2 separate regions of the Sus scrofa genome follow, and region 1 is linked to region 2. The links are chromatin contacts, called in public HiChIP or PLAC-seq maps. All regions are on one chromosome and are shown on one strand. The core of a region is the stretch at or near the end of the contact, and the rest is flanking DNA. Distances in the headings are between cores, read along the strand shown. Region 1 overlaps LIMCH1 (LIM and calponin homology domains-containing protein 1). Region 2 holds the start of LIMCH1 (LIM and calponin homology domains-containing protein 1).

The links. HiChIP or PLAC-seq counts read pairs in DNA pulled down with a chosen protein or histone mark.
Region 1: a contact with region 2 is called in an H3K27ac HiChIP or PLAC-seq map of skeletal muscle, with 6 times the contacts expected there. The contact joins the enhancer-like site here to the promoter of LIMCH1 in region 2. A contact is called at or near these places in 7 of 47 Hi-C or Micro-C datasets (alveolar macrophages, brain, fetal skeletal muscle and 2 more) and 1 of 2 datasets of contacts at active chromatin or transcription factors (skeletal muscle).

Annotation. Positions count from the first base shown.
Region 1 is chr8:32,724,437-32,728,237 of Sscrofa11.1, reverse strand. It overlaps LIMCH1 (LIM and calponin homology domains-containing protein 1), which reads right to left. Exons shown (of 35, transcript XM_021101157.1): 17 at 2,630-2,665. Among named protein-coding and RNA genes, the nearest start is that of PHOX2B, 120 kb to the left of the region's middle. Within about 2 kb of position 1,742, at least 10 of the 83 cell types and tissues checked have an H3K27ac peak or open chromatin away from gene starts, as enhancers often do. A contact at or near this core is called in fetal skeletal muscle and skeletal muscle, where this site is marked.
Region 2 is chr8:32,431,681-32,435,556 of Sscrofa11.1, reverse strand. It overlaps LIMCH1 (LIM and calponin homology domains-containing protein 1), which reads right to left and starts at 2,522. Exons shown (of 35, transcript XM_021101157.1): 1 at 2,020-2,522. The coding sequence starts at 2,115.

The sequences.
Region 1 (3,801 bases), core at 493-2,992, 290 kb before region 2:
TTCCCCACCCTACGAAGGTCTAACTACCTCAACCCAAAGATGGCCAAAAGCTGGTTAGCATAAAAAGAGAAACTCTCATTTGCCTCCTCAGATACCACCAGCAAAGTGGCCAGAAAAAGAAAGAATAAAACTATGAGCAATCCCTTTATGCTCTGTCAAATAAAGGAACTAAGCAAGTTGGGAAGTGATGATACAAGACAGAAAATGTGCTGAGTCACTATTCAGAAAATGTTCCCTCATTCAGAGGTTGGACTCAGCCTCCAAAAGGAAGTGTATGTCTGGGGACAGGGTGGGGGATCCTGGAGAAGCCTAGATTCCAGAATATTAATGACCTGCCCTAAATTGGTGCTTCTCAGCACAATAAGCCATGTCCTGGGCTGTGGGACAAGGGCCTCTGGCTGCAGGGTCTAGGAGTCTCCCTCCATGGTGGGTTGGCATTTCTGAGGGCCAGGATTAAATTACCTCCTGGGGAGCCTGGAAATTGTTTCTGGACCAAGTCTAGGGTAAGAGAATTCAGACTGAAATGGCCTCTGGCTCTCACAGTGTCCAGGCTCCACGGTGGGGACCCTTGGGAAATGAGGCTCGTGGAAGCAAAAAGAAGGGCAAGAAGGTGAAAATACATCCATGGAAACATTCTTGACTTGCCAGGAGGCGGAAATTTCTGTTTGCCTGTGTGGTAGGTCTGCCCCTGACCTGCATTTTCCTTAAAGGGCACATCTTTTTTTGATTGGGTTGTATTTTAAGAATGTGTCAATTATGAATAAACACAGACTGTGCCAATAATTGCTCTTAAAGGTTTTGAAAAGGGGAGAGACTGGGGGGATTAACAAAACCTATCACACATTTCTATTTAAAACAAACACACTCCTGTCATAAACTCTTCCTTTTGTTTTTCCCACTGGTTTCATGTAAATTGGGTCTATTCCAGGAGGAAATTCAGCCCTTTGGCTATTCCTAGATAAGACCTTTGGGAAAGAAGCTCCTTTTACTCTTCCTGCTCCTTGAGGCTGCTTGTTAAAATAAATGTAGAGGAATCCCCACCCCACCCTTTAAAAAAAACAGTAACTTTGGGTGAGGTTTCATATTCAGGTACAGGCGAAATTCAAAAGCTCTTTTTAGTGTAGCTTCTTTTCTTTCAGCTCTCAGGGTTTTTTTAGAGATCCATATTAGGCAAATTGCTTGGCAGCTCTGCAATGATGAAGAGTAAATCCATTCTATCAAAATGTTTTTGCTAACCAAATCAAAGTAGTGTTTTGCCTATCAATCTTATATAATCCTCCTTTCAGGGAATGTTAAATGCTGCCACTGTAGATTTTAAAAGTAATAACCAGGGCTCAGTTTTATAGACTCCTTAACTCCGTGCAGTCAGTCAAGCTCAGGCTGAATCTGGTTTTGAGACGTGAATGCTCAGCATTGGCCCGCAAAGCAATCATAGATCACACGTTGGAAACTGATAGCCTTGGCCCTAGAGTCAGATTGCTTCGAGCTAAAAGTACAGACTAAGCAGACAACTTGAACACAAACGTGGGAAAAAAGCACAATTCAAAAATAGTAAAGTTGTGGTCTGATCTCACTGTCACTGGAGGAAGTGCTATTTGTCTGGTCTACCCTGACGATGTCTACACTGCTATTTGTCTACACTGCTACTTAGATTCCTCATTTCGTGCCTTGGAACTAAGGCTCAGGCCAGGCAAAGGGGCAGAGGGAATGCTGGGCTTCACTCTTATGCTGGCCCAGATTCTCACAAGGCCAGCTGATACCTCTCCCAGAGGACAGACAGCGGGCTCAGCGGGCCACTGATGTTGGAATGAGACATTAATCATGTTTCTTAAAACACCAGTGACTCCAATCTGAGCAAGCTAGCACTCTGCAGAGAAACCTTCTGCCTCAGATATCAGTTTCAGGATGCTCAGCCAGTGGGAAATCCATTTGTGTAATGGAGTCAATGTGGACCCATATGGGAGAGAGTAGATGCTTCTCAAATTTGGATGTGAGGCCGGGGATGGGACTGCATCTCTGAGAGGAGCAGAGACCAAGGAGAGGCAGCCTGTGTCAGGCTGGACATCTTGACCCCTGGCCATGCCATAGAACTTGAACGAAACCACAGCGTTTTGGTCTCAAGCATCCCACAGTTTATCCTACTACAACCTGGGAGGAACTTGGGCTTCTGAATCTATCATTAGTGGTTTAGGATTTATTTTCTCAGCTTACCAAAAAAAAAATGTGGCTACGGGAAGGACTGCTTCATGGTGAACTCTAAGCCTTCACATGTCAAGAATTCAACGCCAAGTGCAAAATAGCCTTTTAACAATGCCGAAGTTCAGAAGGGCTTCCAACGTTCCAAACCCTAACAAGAACGCCTTTCACATGCCTTGTCTATGAAAAGCAAATGTTAAGTTTTAAGCAGCAGCTGCATATTAGAATCATGCTAAAGTGGCTTTTTCATTCGTCTCTCCTGCACAGAACATATGTTCTGCATTCCAACTTCAAGTGCTTTTCTGAGGCTGCACGAGTCTCTTAGCTCTTCAGTCCCCTGCTGCATTAATTGCATTTCAATTAGTGGTGAGTACTGAAAGCATGCAGTTTAGGCTAGTAATTAATGTATTCTTACTAATACAAGACAACTTACTCTGCGTCATCAGACACAGGAGTTCTCGGTCCGTATCTATAAGACCAAATACAAAGTTAGAGGATTGGCAAGACAGAAGGGTAACACTGCAACCAAGCTGGAAATAAAAACTACAAGTGAAATGTATGTGTGCCCAACCCTTTCCGCTGGTCATGCTGGAAGAGAAGTGTCATTATGCAATTAGCGATATTCATTAATTCTGAAAATGAAACCACAGTCTTGACATGTCTAAAGAATGCAAAAATTGGGAGTAAAACTCAGAGGAGAAATGAAGAGATCCCCATGCTCCCCACAAAGAAAGAATCTGTTCAAAATAAACACAAAAAAGGCTTAGGTGCAACCCACAATGTTTAGAGAAGGCAGCTTAGAAAAAGCCAAATGTATCACGGTCGTTCGCAAATGGTTGAACTGTTCTTTGCCTTTCTGGGCAGAGTAATGGGCTGTAATGGAAACCCAACATTGAAGCACACGCTTACTGACCCTCTTCCTGATGTGTTAATGCATTTGCACAAATAACATCAAAGAGAGTTTCTGCAGTTTTCTGAAAGCAAACCAGAACTCCAACCAGAACCCCAATCAGTGCCTTCCGCATGCATTTGACAAAAACCACAATTCCTAGAAAACTGGCAGCCTTAATCAAAACCAGACTTGGATGATATTCCATAACTTGAAAAAATAAAGTTTTGGTTTTTTTTTTTACAATCTTTTATAGTCTTCTGATTATTGAGATCTACAAAGCTGCACCTTCTTCGATATAGGTGTTTTCAGGTTTTTTTTTGTAGTTACGATCACATTTATTTTGTAATTTTTTGTATTCAACATAGTCCATTTATAATGTTGTGTCAATTTCTGCTGTACAGCAAAGTGACCCAGTCATACATATACATTTTCTTCCCTTATTATCTTCCTCATGTTCTATCACAAGAGATTGGCTAGAGTTCCCTGTGCTCTACAATAGGACCTTTTTTGCATATCCAGGTATTTTCAGTTTTAATGCATCTGATAAAATGAAGAAAAAGGTCAACTTAGAAAAAAAAATTGAACATTACAAGGGCATAGTTTAAGCACACTTAAAAAGAGCAGCTCCCACATATGACTGTTTCCTCAGCAAAGGGGAATTTTAAGAGAAGGTTCTTACCCACAGCGTTAAAGGCTGTTCATTCCCGCATCCT
Region 2 (3,876 bases), core at 1,273-3,772:
GCACTGCCTGGTGTGGCTTTCACATTCTCCAGTTGGTAGACCAGGAAAGCACCAAGAATAATGCTCAACTGTCTATAGGGCCCAGTGGGGCTCCGCTTCCTAAGGAAGTTGTTGTTGGTGGTGGTGGTGGTGTTTTAACCTACAGAACCAGGACAGAAGCTGAGAGCCTGCCCTGCATAATATTTAGCCTGAAATATATCACCACTTAAAAACCAACTGTGACCTGGGCAGAATATGTTTTAGATGGTGATCTAGGTGGGGGCTGCGGTACTGTATACACATGTCAGAATTCATGGAGGTGTGCACTTAACATGTGTGCCCCTTCCTGTTGGTGACTTATACCACAATACATTTTCTAAAAGTGGTGTATGTCAGTGTTACTTACAAATTAAGGAAACTGGGAATAAACCACTTGACTTTGAGAATTATAGGCATCCCCTCACCACCATCCACATCCAAAATCTCTCCAGAACATTTTAAAGTGCAAAAACATGAAAAACATAGTACTCCAATTCTCAACCAAGCTAGTGACAACAAACGGCTCCTGTGTGTCCTGTGAGCCCAAGTATGCAGCACAGAGGGAGCACCTGTCACAGCCCAAGCCATGCTAACCACATGTCACAATAAAAAGCCAAGGTCTTTTTCTCATCTGGTCATGAGCCATCAAATTATAAGAGACATGATTGGGGCTTTTAAAAGCAAAGAGCCTTGAGTTTATTCTTCTGTGTCTTTAGCCCTATTTTAAAATAGGTCTTTCTAAACTCTGCCTAGCACTCTTGTTTGCATGAAGCAGATTAACCCTGTAAGGTGCAGGCCTCTGGCTGGCCCGTCAGAGCACCATTGAATGAGGGTGGTTTCCGCAGACAGCTCAGCAGATTTAAATCTGTACCATCTAGCTCTGTTACTCCAGCAGCATCAAGATGTGAGGTGCCACACGGAGTGTCAGTTAAGTGACAAGTCTGAGTACTAACATGCTTCACCGTTGCTAGATCATGACTTAGCCGTACATCTCTTCCTTTAAACTACCAGGGAGGGAGAGCAGCTTGTCCCTGAGGAAAGAGGGCCAAAATGCACCTTCCGCTGAGCCTCAAGAAAGGCCGCCCGCGGAAACAGAGGCTCACTGCACAGGTCACAGGGGGTCACCTTTCCCCCTCGCGCCCCGCAAGAGTCCTGACCCCCGCAGACACGTCTTTTCAGGGGCACAGGACCACCAAGCTGCATTTACAGATAGACATCGAGAATCAGGATCGCCCAGGGATCGCTTCCTGGACTGAGCCGAGAGCTCCAGTGATTTCCCTAGCCTGCCACCGAGTCATTTAAGAAGTAAAATATGCCAACGGGGCCCGGTACTCGGCCCCTGCGAGCCCGCCCCACCGCCTCTCGGATGGAGTAGGGGCTGCCGATGTTTGGTCTGCGCGGATGGCGCTTTCGCAGGTGGGTCTAGCAGGCTCCCCGGCCCTCTGTGCTATGCCAGCCTCACACCTGACCCAGTGCCAAGAATACAGCCCGAGGGTCCAGTGGGTACGCGCTTCCGTGGTGATATACACAGCTCTGCTTCCCAAGGGCAGGGAGGGGGCACCAACCGGCAGAATAGGACGTGGAGCAGGCCCTCTCCCCCGCCCCCCGCCAAATGCGGCCTCGGCAAGGACTCCGGAGGCTCTCGCTTAATGCGCCTTTGCGGCGCTTGGGCTCGCACTGCGCTTCCCGTGGCAGCGCCTGGAAGCGGCAGGAGCTGAGATTTGCGCTGCTGGCGGGCAGGAGGGATGGAGGCGCAGAGGACCGCTTCCTGCCCCCTACATGCACAGCGAGCGCAGTGTCCCCACTTCGCGCCCACCCTCACCCAAGTCGCCAGTACCAAAGCGTCAGAGAATCACAGCTCGCTCGAGGCCCTGGCGGGTGACCTGGCGCAGCTGGCAAAAGAAAGTGGGGGGAGGCGAGGCTCGACCTGTCGTCCGTGTGTGCGCGGGTCAGGGGCTCCGGGCGCCCCTGCAAGGCCGCCCGCCAGCCGCGGGCACCTACCTCGATCCACTTCTGCGCCTCGGAGAAGGCGGGCTCGGGGGGCGGCTCGGGCTGCAAGGGCTGAAGAGCTTCCAGACCGAGAGCGGGACAAGCCATTTGCGAAGCCCCGCGTCCACTCGAGCGCTGGGCCGCCGGGATGAGGACGGCCGCCGCCGCCGCTGCCGCCGCAGGAGCGCGCTCCCCGCCCCTTCCCGCCCGCCCGTTCTCCGGCTCTCCTCCCCCGCCGGCCCCTCCTCCGCTCGGCGCAGGTCCCCGCGGAGAGCCGCGCTGCCGCCGAGGACGCCGCCGCAGCTGTTCCCAGAGCCGCCCGGCTCGGCCGCGCCGCGAGTCCCCGCGGGAGCGAGCGCCGAGGCGCCGGGAGCTCCCTCTACCCCCACCTCCGCTCCGCCCCCCGCCCCGGGCGGGGTGTCAGCCACCGGCTAAAAATAACCGAGAGTGAGCACTGGGTGTCTCCCTCCCTGCCCACGACGCGACCGGGACAGGGACTCGGGCCAGCCGCCCCGCGCACGTCCCCGCGCCGGGCTGTCCCGGGAGAGGCGAGCGAGCCCGGCGCACGCGTCCCTGGGGAGCTAGTGCTGCCGCAGCAGGACAGTGGCCGCCCGCACCTGCAGTCCCCTCCCACTACGCGCCGCAGCAGCGGCAGTGGTGGCAAGAGGGGCAGCCCTCTAACCTGGTGCCAGGGATGTTCAATCGCCTGATCTTTTTGGAAGGGGGAAAACAAAAAAGATAAGCGACCTTTATGAGCCTTTTTCTCTCCAGGCACGCTACCTGTGTCCCCGTCTGTTGATTAATTTAACTCATCATTTTTGTGCACCTACTGTGTGCCAGGCACTGAAGTAGTCGCTGGGGACCCAGGGATGACAGAAAGAAAGAACGAGAGGGAGGGAGGACTCCAGGACCTAGCCCTCAAAATAATTATATTCTAGAGAAAATGGGGTCAAACAAAAGAAGGTAATTGTGGAGAGTGATGCTAAGAAGGTAAAAGCAGAGAAGAGAAATTATGACCTGGGAAGAGAACATTGGCTAGCTTCAAATAGTCTCTCCACCTTCACGGTGGGAGGGACCTGGGAGCCCAAGTTCCCTTCAACGGAAGGAGGCAGGAGGTCTGCAGGCTGGAGGAGAGGGAAGTGGGGATATTTATGCCCCCTCTTACTGCAAAAGGCTGGAGGATTTGGCTGCACCGCTCCAGTGAAGGCTGCAGTTTGTGTTCTCTGAGGTGCTCTGTCGCCTCTTGTCCTACGGCGGCGTGTCCCCAGGCCCAGTGGTAGCAAAGGCATCCCCATCCCATGTTGATTTTTGGCCTGCCCACTTCCTGCTAGTGGTCTCTTCATAAACTCTCCTCAGGCACCCCCAAATGAGCCTGCCTTCTGTTTTGCATGAGAGCCCAACTGATGATCAAGAAAGGTTTTTCTGACAACATGACGTGGTGAGGTGACAGGAAGGAGAAAGAAAGATGTTAACGATGCAAAAATCTGGAGAAACATTTCCAGATGGGTATAAAGGCCTTCAGGTAGAAATGAGCTTGGTGCAGGTCATGGAATCCACAGAAGGCCAGTGTGACAGGGATGACAGGCCCGATTGGGAGGGGGGAAGGCCACCCCGCAGTGGACAGGGCAAGAAGTCCGTGGGTGCCTCAGCAGCTAAGTCTCTCTTCCTGTTCAGAGTCCAAGTTTAGCCTTTGTCTAATTCTGCTGCTATAATAAGGGGATAGAACAAAAAACAGGCCTGAAATTCCACTATTACTGGCTTTGGAGTCAGACAGCCTTCAGTTTATTTACTTTTAAAACACTTATATGGCACTTGAATTGTGCCAGGCACTGTTTTAAGTGCATTACAAATAATTGACTAACTCATTCC